Linked DNA regions of Xenopus tropicalis: region 1 is linked to region 2. A link is a contact called in public Hi-C data. All regions are on one chromosome and are shown on one strand. The core of a region is the stretch at or near the end of the contact, and the rest is flanking DNA. Distances in the headings are between cores, read along the strand shown.

The links. Hi-C and Micro-C count contacts between places; a contact is called where the count stands out from the background.
Region 1: a contact with region 2 is called in a Hi-C map of liver, with 3 times the contacts expected there. The contact joins the promoter of cebpb here to the enhancer-like site in region 2. A contact is called at or near these places in 2 of 5 Hi-C or Micro-C datasets (brain and liver).

What each region holds. Positions count from the first base shown.
Region 1 is chr10:36,066,360-36,073,105 of UCB_Xtro_10.0, forward strand. It overlaps cebpb (CCAAT enhancer binding protein beta), which reads right to left and starts at 1,972. Exons shown (of 1, transcript NM_001035121.1): 1 at 1-1,972. The coding sequence starts at 1,482. The coding sequence ends at 1,045.
Region 2 is chr10:35,989,907-35,997,074 of UCB_Xtro_10.0, forward strand. No RefSeq gene overlaps it. Among named protein-coding and RNA genes, the nearest start is that of cebpb, 75 kb to the right of the region's middle. Within about 2 kb of position 5,160, at least 5 of the 11 cell types and tissues checked have an H3K27ac peak or open chromatin away from gene starts, as enhancers often do. A contact at or near this core is called in liver, where this site is marked.

The DNA of each region.
Region 1 (6,746 bases), core at 722-3,221, 73 kb after region 2:
TGGGTTGTAGATGGATGCTCTTCCTTAATCGCACAGAAGGCAGGCGTTTTGGGGCTGTACCAGTGATACGGGTGATCTGCACCCAGGTGAGGCTCTTTGAAGCAGGCTTGAAGTGCTGGTTTCCACAAAAAAAAAAAGGGGGGGGGGGCAACGGTGTCTGAAGTACCCCCAGTGCAGCTTTAGCCCTCCACTGCCCTGCCAGTACCGATCTAATGTATCTGCAGGGGTGCATTTGGCACACTTGGTGATGCAGTTTTAGAGTTATCGCTACATTCGCTGTGGTGTAGATATTGTTTTAGGGGGTTGGCGGCTGTGGAAGAGCACCGCGATTGGGTGGTGCAAAACTCAAAACAGATAGTGAGGTGGTGAAGCGACAGAGTTCAGACTGGGAACTAAGTACTGGGGGTCTCCCAGGGTATGTTGTTTCAGAGAGAACCCCTTACGCAGATTTGAAGGATGCATGGTTAAAGGTTGGGGTGGGGTGCCAGCAAAACCAGGAGCAGGGTACACCTCGGATTCCTTCAACAGAACAACATGGTGTCAGATGCTGCAAGGATGTTCTATCCCTTTAGCAGATCTGGGTGTGCAGGCCTGTTGGTTGCAGGTCAGGAAGGAATACTCACAGTCCAGAATAGGGGTGCCATAGGCGTTTAGCTGAAGCTAACCTTGGGGTGCATCATTTGAGTGCCTGGTACAGATTTAGCTGAAGTCCCCCTTGGGATTTGTGGCTGTGGGTAAAGACAACAGCCCCCAGTTATTTGCCTGTGCAGAATTCAGGAGCAAAGGTTTTGGGTAAATACAGAATTGGGGGGGGGGGGGGGGGGAGTCCGCCAGTGCTGATTGTGGCACAGCTCAACTGATAATCCCAGTCCAATGTTTGGGCTTTGAGAGCACACTGACCCCAAGTGCAGGCTGATTATTATTATTATTGTCCCTAGTGCAGTATTTGGGAAGTTTGTTCCGTACCCATGTTTTGGCCCAGACAAGTCCATGGGTGGCACAGCGCCCCGGGTGCGGGCAAGTCAGGGGGTGCCACCCTTAGGCCTAGCAGCGGCCGGTAGCGGCCAGTAGGGGCTCGGGCAGCTGTTTGAACAAGTTCCGGAGGGTGCTGAGCTCCCGGGAAAGCTGCTCCACCCGCTTCTGCAGCCGCTCGTTCTCCGCGCTCAGCTCCAGCACTTTGTGCTGCGTCTCCATGTTGCGTATTTTCGCTTTGTCGCGGCTTTTCCGCACGGCGATATTATTGCGCTCCCGGCGTATCTTGTACTCATCGCTGTGCTTGTCAAGCGACTTCTTCCCTTTGCTCGATCCGCTCTTCCCGTAGCCTCCCCCCGTCGCCCCAGACGGGCCCCCGCTCTTGTTTTCCAAGGGGTTGGGGGTGCCCGGGGGACTGGAGGAGGAGGAGGCGCTGGAGATGTTTCCGCTGCTGCCGCTCGGTACCGTCTGGTAGCCCAGATAGGCGCGGACACTGTACGGTGACTGCATGGCGTTCTCCTCCCGGCCGGGGCCCTTGTAGGGTTCCAGAGACTCGAATACGGGCTCCACCTTGGTCTCCCCCAGCTGCGGGTACCCCGCCAGCCCTCTCCCGCCCGGACTGTACTCTAGCGCCCCCTTGCGCCCACACTTGTATTCGTCCGCGCCCAGCAGATCGGACAGAAAGTCTCCAGGAGGCGCAGCCGAAGGGCTCCCTCCTCCCAATGCCCCGGCTGGGGGCTCCAGGTACGGGCTGAAGTCTATGGCTCTTTCGTGTTCCCCGATAGAACTGTCAGGTCCGGGACAGCCCCTAGGCACTCGCCGGGGGACCTTGCCTACAAAGCCGGCCAGGCAGTCGGAATCGTAGTAGTCCATGGATCTAACGCCGGGCGGAGGTGGGAGACATACTGCTGCCGGGTCCCACTGGAGCAGGCGGTGCATGAAAGCAGAAGAGAAGGGTGACCCCCGGGAAGATTCGGCTCTATCGCTGCCTCAAACTCTCCCTCAGCCACTTCTGCTCACTAACTCTGTCAGATTCACTCTGCGCTCAGAGCCGCCAGGGGCCGTATTTATAGGTGCAGAGCCGGCTTACGTCACAGCGGCCGCTGAGGGATCAATGAGTTTGTACGTCTGTGATCCATTCTAGTCCCGTCAGCCCTAGTGCCGGCAGCAGGCAGGTAAGTACAACAGCCGGAAGGAAGTGTTCCCAAGGATTAGGTACCAGCAGGTAAGGAGATGGAGCTCTCATGCTCTGAGCCCATTCAGGCACAAGCACTGGAGAGAAGAGCAGGGAGCTGGTACCAGGAATGGCATTGGGCTGCTCACCCCCTGCTGGGGCAGGTAAGGAGATGGAGCTCTCATGCACTGGGCCCATTCAGGCACAAGCACTGGAGAGAACAGGAGGGAGCTGGTACCAGGAATGGCATTGGGCTGCTCACCCCCTGCTGGGGCAGGTAAGGAGATGGAGCTCTCATGCTCTGGGCTCATTCAGACAGAAGCACTGGAGAGCAGCAGGGAGCTGGTACCAGGAATGGTATTGGGCTGCTCACCCCCTGCTGGGGCAGGTAAGGAGATCAGCAACTGCTGCACACACATAGCAAGTAAAGCAGAGAGACTGAGAAAGTGAATGTCATTTCCATCACCCACTGAGCTTTTAGGGAGACAGAGGAGCCACTGCTGCCCCATTTGCTTAAATGGGAGGGATTAGGGGAAGGACTCTGAGACTTTGGCAGCTGCAGAAGTAAAGAGTAGCAGAGTAAAGTGTTATCTTATCACCCCCAACACTTTCTGGCATGAAAAGTTGTATAAAATACAATGGCGCTCAATGTCCTTTTAAAACTTTTTTACCCCTAAAACTTCTCTAGGGCCTTGGTCCATAGGGAGATTAGTCCTAGCGGTAAATCTTGGCTACTGCAGACAACCAATCACCCTGAAATGCTTTCTGGCAATAAAGTGTATCACCGGTGGGAATGTATAGGTGCAATAACGGAACTAAACATCCCCAGGCCTGGGTGCAGGGCATGGAGCTGGGCCCCCACACCCCTCTGGACACATTTTTTAGTGGCAAATGTGCACCGGTGCGAGTGGAATCACACCAATGAGAGCGTCCCATGGGCCCTGAGGGGATTTGGGCCCAGGTACGATCACACCCTCCGCACCCCCAGTAGTTCTGCCACTGCATACGCACTTAATTTCAAAGTCATCCAAAGTTTCCTGCAGAAAAGCTGGTGGGAAGGCATTTTGGGGAGATTAGTTGCCCGGAGTAGGCCAGATTTAACTGTGGGCAACTAACCTCCCTGTGGACCATGGCCCTTATATGCCAGAATTTTACACTTGGACTGTGTATTTCTGTGAAACCATCACATAACTGTGTCTGTCTTTACTACTTTCTAGATAAGAAAACAGCAGTCTTGCCTTGCTTTATGTGAGACATTGTAGTGATACAGTGAGCATTAGTCTTGCAGGATACATAGCAAAATCAGTGACCATTTTTCAAATATCTCAACTCTCCTGATATTTTGGGGTCTCATAAGGATTTGGCACCCCTTCTCCTTGTCATCTACGGTTGGGGGTCCAGTTTTCTACTTAATGTAACTTGCACCACTGGAACTGCAAAACTATGGCTCTGAACCTTTGGTGCTTGCACTTCTGCCCAAGTCCACATAAGGGACCCCTAGTAACTTGGTTTATGTACATCCCATCAGCAGCAGCAGCAGCGAGTGACTGTACCACACTTCCCCTCAGCAGCACATGCACCGTTGTGTCTGTCACTCGCTGTCAGCATCAGGGGGCGGTTTTGTGTCCGACTCTGGAATTGGCAGCAGATTGTGTCATGCTTTATCTGACTGGCACACAGAGAATCTGCCAGGCAAAGTATTTTATGCACTTTGCACTGTAAGGCTATAACTGGGTGTCTGCTGAGATTTTAATTAGATGTCTGAGATATTAACCCATAGAAATCTAGCTCTTGCTGAACTACAACTAATGCTTAGTTTTAAGACAACATTTATATGTGTAGAAATGTCTTAAATGTCTAACTAGGTGTTGCCTATAGCCTCTTGAGAAGCCTCAAGCAGGTATAGTAGGGAGATATGGTGCCTATAGTAGCAGTGGGGGGATAATAGCCTCTGGGAAGGGACTGGGGCTGTGGGATAGCAGGTATAGTAGGGAGAGATGGTGCCTATAGTAGCAGTGGGGGGATAATAGCCTCTGGGAAGGGACTGTGGCTGTGGGATAGCAGGTATAGTAGGGAGAGATGGTGCCTATAGTAACAGTGGGGGGATAATAGCCTCTGGGAAGGGACTGTGGCTGTGGGATAGCAGGTATAGTAGGGGGAGATGGTGCCTATAGTAACAGTGGGGGGATAATAGCCTCTGGGAAGGGACTGGGGCTGTGGGATAGCAGGTATAGTAGGGAGAGATGGTGCCTATCGTAGCAGTGGGGGGATAATAGCCTCTGGGAAGGGACTGTGGCTGTGGGATAGCAGGTATAGTAGGGAGAGATGGTGCCTATAGTAGCAGTGGGGGGATAATAGCCTCTGGGAAGGGACTGTGGCTGTGGGATAGCAAGTATAGTAGGGAGAGATGGTGCCTATAATAGCAGTGGGGGGATAATAGCCTCTGGGAAGGGACTGTGTGAAGGAAGAGTTGAATAGCAGTGTAAGGGCCATAGAGATATCCCTTCTAGATATAGTGTGCCTGTGCACATTTGTTTCCCCTTTCCACTGACAGTCAATATGTTATTTGTCCCAACACTCTATGTAATATTCTCCTTTTCAAATCCCTAATTCCTCCCTCTCCAAAGGCTTGGCAGTTAGTGCGGTGCTGGACAGCCATATGGCATCTCTCTGCACAGCAGGGATCTACACAGCTACTTAGAATCAGATGAGTATAGCTTTATTTGTATGGCACCAACTATGCACACAGCTGTATTTAATACAAGGGGTGGGGGCTGCTTAAATGTGTCCAAAATATAGTTTGTAGGGAAACGTTTTTGCACTGTGATTATTAAGGCCTGTGGCAGATTATATGCCCAGTGGGCTGCTTTAATGTACATTGGGTGTTTGCACAGAAAATGTTAGCGCAGTAACCTGGGTTTGGGGCTTTCACACAAAATGTATAGAATTTAGCATATATTTTAGGACAGGGAATATATTGATTTTGCCCTCTTTGCGCCCTCTAGTGGCACTATGGAAATGCTATGGTCAGAGTATTCAGTCCACTGTTGCCCATATGTGATGCATGAAATTGAAATAATTAAAAAAGTAAATAAAAATAAAAAAGTAAATATTCTGTTAAAAACAAACTGAAAATGTCCATAGGATGTACTGGGGGTTTCCAAGTTATGACAGTCTGGCTGTTGTTGAACTACAAATCCTAGCATCCCATGACAACCAAAGAAGATTATAGCTTGAAGTCCTCCACAAGCCGGAGTCTACCTGAGGCCCTATTGATATTACTCCTTGAATACTGTGACCTGTTTGCCTTTAGGGGTTAAGGACCCGGATTCCTTAGATATATAAAACATTCACACGGTTAGAGTTTTACTCTGGTCTCAGACAATTTCTGTAGATTTCACAGTTCTTTAAAACAAATCCAGTGTGTAACTGATCAGTTCCAAGGCCCTGTCTGCTCTCAGCCAAATATGCCCCAGCCAATTGGATCAGGGACAGCCCATCTCTGCTGGGAGCAAATCTGCATTTGGTTCAAATTAAAGGGAAATAAGCCTTAATCATATAAAGTAAAATTTAATTTCTCTTTATTTCCCCATAATTCTTTAATAGAGCCTTTTATTTTAATGTACTGTGTAAAGGAAGCGTAAGGGGTATAATATTGTAGGATCTATTGGCTCACTATATAAACCATACGACAAACCTTTGATCTGTGTACTAAAGGAATCACGTGAAATGCACATTGCGCATTAAAGGGGATGGACAGTGATTTTTGTTTAAATACGTATATAGACTCTTAGCACTAGATGATAAAACTTTGTAATACATGCTTTGATATAAATATAGGTAGAATCTCAGCCATAAAGCAGGTCAGGGCTGCTGCTTACAATGGGTATCAGATAGGGTCTGTGCCACTGTGACAGAATGCTCTGTTATACAGATAGCTAGAATCTCAGCCATAAAGCAGGGCAGGACTGCTGCTTACAATGGGTATCAGATAGGATCTGTGCTACTGTGACAGAATGCTCTGTTATACAGATAGCTAGAATCTCAGCCATAAAGCAGGGCAGGACTGCTGCTTACAATGGGGATCAGATAGGATCTGTGCCACTGTGACAGAATGCTCTGTTATACAGATAGCTAGAATCTCAGCCATAAAGCAGGGCAGGACTGCTGCTTACAATGGGTATCAGATAGGATCTGTGCTACTGTGACAGAATGCTCTGTTATACAGATAGCTAGAATCTCAGCCATAAAGCAGGGCAGGACTGCTGCTTACAATGGGTATCAGATAGGATCTGTGCCACTGTGACAGAATGCTCTGTTATACAGATAGCTAGAATCTCAGCCATAAAGCAGGGCATGACTGCTGCTTACAATTGGTATTAGATAGGATCTGTGCCACTGTGACAGAATGCTCTGTTATACAGATAGCTAGAATCTCAGCCATAAAGCAGGGCAGGACTGCTGCTTTGAGACAGAAAAAATGAGACAATATGATTATACTATACAAGCACGAAAGTGACCGTAATTATTTTGTTTCTTTCTCACATTGTATAAACATTACACATTGGCTTTAAGGCACAAATAGAAAATCATTTATTTT
Region 2 (7,168 bases), core at 3,910-6,409:
TTTTAAATTTCTGAATTATTTGATTAAAATGGAGTCTATAGGAGATGGGCTTTCCGTAATTCGGAGCTTTCTGGATAACGGGTTTCCTGATAAGGGGTCCAATACCTGTACCAATAATCGTAGGGGTCATTTTTTTCCTCCCGAGAGCACGCCCCATAGTACTCAACTCATCAAACAATTGCCCAAGGAATGCTGATTTCTATATCGACCACTCAATAATCTGGCATGTAATGCAGATAGCAGAACCTGGAGGTACAGCTGAGCCCTGTGCTCACCACCTGCCTAAGGCAGATATAAAGGGCTTGAATTTTTTGCTTCTGATTCAGATTTAGTAGCGCTAAAAGTTGCAGAAAAAAAGTCGCAACTTTTTACTATGCAACAAATCCACTAAAAAATTGTATCTGACAATTCGCCTACTTGTTGAGATCATGTAAACTTGCAGAAAAAAAGTCGCAACTTTTTACTATGCAACAAATCCACTAAAAAATTGTATCTGACAATTCGCCTACTTGTTGAGATCATGTAAACTTGCAGAAAAAAAGTCGCAACTTTTTACTATGCAACAAATCCACTAAAAAATTGTATCTGACAATTCGCCTACTTGTTGAGATCATGTAGACTTGCAGAAAAAAAGTCGCAACTTTTTACTATGCAACAAATCCACTAAAAAATTGTATCTGACAATTTGCCTACTTGTTGAGATCATGTAGACTTTCATAAAAAAAGTCGCAACTTTTTACTATGCAACAAATCCACTAAAAAATTGTATCTGACAATTCGCCTGCTTGTCGAGATCATGTAGACTTCTACATGATCTCGACAAGTAGGCGAATTGTCAAATACAATTTTTTAGTGGATTTGTTGCATAGTAAAAAGTTGCGACTTTTTTTCTTCAACTTTGTCAATGGCAGATGCTGCTTCCCTTCCCTGGAGGATTCTTTGCTCCGAAACTGTAAAGGTTTTCAGATTTTTGATGCTGGTTTTTTGTGCGACAATTTGAAAAAGTTGCAGCTTTAGCAGCTTTTCTGCGACTTAAGCTGGCCATACACGTGGCGATCTGACGATGTTTCGTATGACCATCGGTCGCACGAAACATCGTCAGATCCGCCACACACCATTCAGGGCTGAATCGGCAGGTAAGGAGGTAGAAACAATAGGATTTCTACCTCCTTCTGCCGATTCAGCTCTGAAGGGAGAATTTTGGTCAGGCGCCTTCTATGGCGCCCGATCAAAATTTTTAAACTGGTCCGATCAGCGAGTCGTCGACCATACCATACACGCACCGATTATCGAACGAACGAGGTTTCGTACGATAATATCGGTGCGTGTATGGCCACCTTTAGTCCCACGTGTACTTTCTCACTTCACACTTTTTAGAAAATGTCAGACATTCGTGGAAATAAGTTTATTCTTAATTTCACCTGTTTGGTTTGACCCGAACAGTTTGTCTTTTCTTAGGCCTGTTTGTTTTCCAGTGTTGCTAATAGCCCACTGGAGAGCCTTTCAGTCAAGTTCTGTTTATTGGTGCATAGCACAGCACAACATATTTATGATCTGGTCCTTCTACAGGTGCAGGTTCAAGACATTGTTTAGTTTTCAGCCTTGTGAAACCCAAACAATATTGTAGCCAATTAATGAGAAACTTTACTATCAACATGGCTTAGTTACTATCAAGTCCAGTTATTATTACAGAAAGAACAAAAGAATTGTTTTTCTTAGCATTGCTTTTTAGATAAATGGTCTCTGTATAAATGATCCCATAACTAAAGGTTTGGACTTAAGGTGGCCATATATGGTAAGATTTGCTAGTCTGGTAAGGCCCCCAATATGCCCACCTTGGGTGGGCGATATTGTGCTAATGTGATCGTTTTGCAATGAAGGGGATACAAGAAGTCAGAGCGAAGACCACATTAAATAGCCAATGCGGTCCTTGATCTCATAAAAAAATCAAGCCTACCAATCAACATTGGCCCGATCAAGATCTGCCCGATTTCAGGCCAGATGTTGGTCGGGCAGGCTCATCGTTAGTGCCCATACACGGGCCAATAAGCTGCCGAATTGGTCTAAGGGGAAGCAGTAGGATTTTCTTCTATAATGTGAAGAAGCCATGTTGGCCATCCTATCTTCCTAACCAAGATTTTTTGTTACACTATTACCTTTACTAACTTCATTATTATTACTTAATATACAGAAATACAATTGACAAGAGCTGTGAGTTCCTTTATCTCCTGGCAATAATTTATTTGTTCACTTTGTTAACAATAAAGAATTAAAAATTTGGAAGTTTGCAAAGTTTCTTCCGTTAGTGGGATGATTTTTTGTTAGAAAACCCCTAATGAGAAAACACTTTACTTAGTGTTGCGTCCCTCTTTGGGTTCTTACATTTGAAAAGTTCTCCCCCTAACCCAGTGGTTTCCAAACTGTGAGTCTGGCCTCCCTGGAGGACCGGGCGTAGTGGAATGGGGCTCAGGCCAGTTAGGGTGAAATTAGAATAAACACTTGTGTGTGTTACTAATGAAGGGTTGTGGGGGTGCTGGTTGACAAGCAGGCAAGGAGGGTGACAAACGAGGTGCCATTGGGTGCCTGCACTGCCTATATATTTTATTTGCTAAGGGGGACCTCCAAGAGGGTCATATTCCAGTCTAGCTTCCTAACTGCTGCCTGGTTGCTTGGGTAAGTTAGCCTCAGCAACCAAATGATGGTCCAAGTCTTGGAGTCAGGAAGGAATTTTTTCCCCTCTGCGGCAAATTAGAGAGGCTTCAGATGGGGTTTTTTGCCTTCCTCTGGATCAACTAGAAGTTAGGCAGGCTATAAATACGCATTATGACTGAACATGATGGACGTACGTCTTTTTTCAACCTAACTTGCTATGTTACTAAGTCTGAGAGCTGCTGAACAATAAAGTAAATAATTAAAAAAATAGCAACCAATAAAAAACTCGATTAATTGTAAAATGCCTTGGAATAACACTGTCTACATCATACAAAAAGTCTTAAGGTAGCCTACCCATTTAATGTTCTGTTCCACCTCTGTAACTGACCCCTAGTGAGAAGGAACAGGGCCTCCCACATCCAGCTGTCCCAAAGCTCTCATTTAGCTATTTAGGCCAAGCTTCCTCCTTGGCAGCCGTATGCTGATAATCAACCCACTCTGAATCTGAGGAAGGCTATTTACAACACAGAGGAAGTTAAATGCGTTGGCAGGGCAAATGTAAACATAAAGCTTAAACAACAGATCATTTGTATTAATTGAGGTCACTGTTCAATATAAATATTATAAATCGGAACGTGGCCAACTATTAAGATGAATTATAATAGAGTGAGTTTGAGTGATGTGGATGTTACACTTGAAACATGATGGCCTTAATTAAAACAACGATTTTGTCAGTAAAAATGAATTCGCAAGATTAAAGCAAGGCTAATGCAATGGCTGAAATGACATCAGGCTCAGGGCCACAGATACGAAAAACTTTTTTCAGCGGGGGGGGGGGGGGGGGGGGGGGGACCCAGAGGCTGTAGCTATAACTTTTGTGCTATTCTTGCAGCTGCTTAGGTTAAATGCCTACAGCATTATGGCGGCTTACAGAAAAATTTGGCTTTAGAGAATGTGCTGGACATTATGGGGATCATTTAACAACACCCCAGATGCAAGTGCCAGAGCACAATATGGAGTGCACAAGGTGCAGAGAGAAGCTATGGGGGACACAAGGTAGCCCTGACCTTGCCACTTACCACAGGACCTATGTGTCTCCCCCAGCCAACCTCTAATGAATACAATGCTGCATAATGAAGAAGCACTGCATTCACTAGGAAAGGGCAAAATTCTTTAAGCATTCAGTCTGGTTGGTTAAATGATGCCTGATGAAAATCCAGACATGTCAGCTCCTTGGTATTTTTAGGCAGACAGACAGTATTACAGATATCAGCTCTTTTCTCCCAGTCTCCCACAGAAATATAGAAGAGAGGTGGGGTAGGGGCAATATGGGGTGTGGCCAGGTTGTGTCCTGCCTTGAATCTCTTTGGTTCTGGGTTGGCATCTCTGAAACTGATCATAGTGTGTGTGCAAATGGTAAAGAGATTGTAAGCTCCGCTGGAGCAGAGTCTGCCGTAAATGATACAAGCTCTGTAACATGTTGATGCAATATAAAGAAAGTGTTACAGTTTCAGGATAATAATTATTGCAAAGCCCAATACCAACACAGCAAGATATTATTTTTATTAAGATTAAGACAATATCCTGTTCTCATACAAAATAATTTTAGCGCCCCCTAAACCAAAACATTCAGATGACCCAATACTCATTTCTATATTGCAATTATCACTTAAAGCCCCTGTACAATCTCTATACCAGTGATCCCCAACCAGTGGCTCGGGGGCAACATGTTGCTCACCAACCCCTTGGATGTTGCTCTCAGTGCCCCCAAACCAGGGAGTTATTTTTAAATTCCTGACTTGGGGGCAAGTTTTGGTTGAATAAAAACAAGATTTACTACCAAGTAAAGCCCCCTGTAAGCTGATACGCTGCATTATGGGTAAAAAACTATATGGCAATTGCATTGGAAAACTGCACTTTGCACACTGGGAGGAAAGGTAAATGAGCCCTAGTACATGTTATACAGGAATGGGATCCCTTATCCGGAAACCCATTATCCATAAAGCTCCAAATTATGGAAAGCCCGTCTCCCATAGACTCCATTTTATTCAAATAATTCAGAATTTTAAAACTGATTTCTTTTTTCTCTGTAGTAATAAAACAGTACCTTGTAATTGATCCGAACTAAGATATGAATAATCCTTATTGGAGGCAAAACAATCCTATTGGGTTTAATTCATGTTTTATTGATTTTTTGGTAGATTTAATGTATAGAGATCCAAATTACGGAAAGACCCCTTATCCGGAATACCCTTGGTCCTGAGCATTCTGGATAACGGGTCCTATACCTGTAGTGCAAAGGGGTGCAATAAAACTCCTAATTATAAAATATTATTTTTTGCCCCAGAAAATGTTTTTTTTTTTCTTATTTATGCAATTTTATTTATATTTTCTGTAGGCATGGTGAGGGTTAAGGTTATTATGATCAGCCTGTTGGATACATTGTGATTCGATTAGTCATTCACTTCCTGCCGTTCCTTCCTCAGAGCATTCGTCATCCTGATCCAGCTCTGCCATTGGCCGCCCTCTGTCCCCCCCTCCCTCCCAATCCACGAGTGTTTATGTTCTGCGTAGCCTGCTGACTTCACTGGAGGATTAAATCTTGTGCTCCCAAAATGCTGTGTCACCCTTGGTTATTAATGACTCTGGGACCACATGATGGAGAATTCTGGGAAGCTTGGGGAAAATTCCCAGAAGGGTCACAGAGTACAGTAAACAATTCCTGAACGAGGACCAATCCCAGTTCCCAAAAACGATCCTGTATCAAGTCCCAAACCTGTTAAACCAACCTACGCAGGAATGGCCTACGCGTGTACACATGGAACAGGCGTCTCCTGTTGCAGGGGGCACACTATTCTGCTGCCTCATGAAATATAATAGGGTTATAAAACAGCATTTATCATAGCAGGAAAATCTGTCCCTGCTTTGTATCATCGCTGACACTTACTGGCTATCTCTGCACTCAGCTTCCATAGCTTGATAAAATATCAAACAATGTAATGCAATATACCGAGTGCAGCAATAAAGAAAGCAGATCCAGTGACTGCTGGAGGGCCCAGTAAGAATAGGGGGCCCAGTGGGGCACTGACTGATAAGCAGGGTCAATATAAATGAAAGTTTAAACTTCAAACTAGAGAATTGCAGTGGAAGACTATAACTAATTTAAAAACCACAACATATTAGGGTTGGTTTGTCCCTGAGGAAGAGCACTGGTTGTGCTCGAAAGGTTGGAATTTTTTCAATAAAAACACTCTTTCTATTTTATATATATATATATATATATATATATATACTAATAACATACATAATTAAGTCCAGGAAATTGAATATATAAACGCTCAGCCTTACTGCTCACACGGCACGATGCGTCAATCCCCAATAGCCCACCGCTTGGCTTTTTGGAATATCACAGGAAAAGAGGAGAGCACCTTCACGCAGATGAACTGCTTCAGCCTTTATTAAAACCACTGAATACCCCATACACTTGAGAAAGGGCATGATACAGCCCGAAACATGTTGTGTGCTGTGGTTTGAATAAAGGCTAAAGCAGTTCATCTGCGTGAAGGTGCTCTCCTCTTTTCCTGTAACATGCATAATTATTAAGGATGATTTTTCAGTGGAATTTTAGAGGAAAGATGTGAAATAATGTTTACTTTACTTGGAGCCAGCCAAAAAATTGTATGTGTCAGTTCTTTGTAGGCTGGTTGTCTTATGCTTTTATAACTGAAAAAACATTGAAAGTCCACATACTGCTGGGACTGGTATTCTAAACAGATCTTTTCAGCTTAGGCAAACAGGGATTCTCCATGCTTTGTTGCTGATCATTTAAGGAGACATAAAGGATAAATGAAAAAACCTCTAATCTTGTCGCCAATTATGAATAATATATGGTGCTGGTTTTACTTTGGTCTAAAAATTAATACTATATGTAAAAATGGCCCCTTTATTGGAGCTCCCTAATGATGTTTCAAATAAGGGGTGGTCGTGTCCTAATGGTCCCTGCCAGAAGCACAGCAGGAGAGGGATAGCCAATCATAGCCCTGCAGTCACACAAGCAAAAACAGGCTTTGGTTCCCTATCAGGTCAGCCTAGCTGCTGATTGGTTCCTATCCTACAGTGCAGTGTGCTGAGTGCTGCCGGCCCACTAGTGAATTTTTTTAAGAAATTTTCAATCGATCAGCCTGAATCCCTTCTATATTTAGATGAGTATAATATATTGGCACAATATTGTTTTTCACACAAGTCCCTTTTAATCCATTTAGGTGCAGGTTCCATGGCTATTTGTGCGGTCTGCACCATACATTTGATGTTATTGTGTGCATTTTATATGTGGCTGTACTGAAGGGATTGGTAAGCAGCGGCATAACTTGAGGATCATGGGCCCTGGTGCCAAATCTACACCTGTCCTTACCTTTGCATAGGGCTCCCACCTCCCCATGTCAGAAACTTGCCACCACAGCTCAATGGGACTTGATGGCTCTGCCAGACTTCCTGCTGCAGTGCTGTTGGCCTCCAA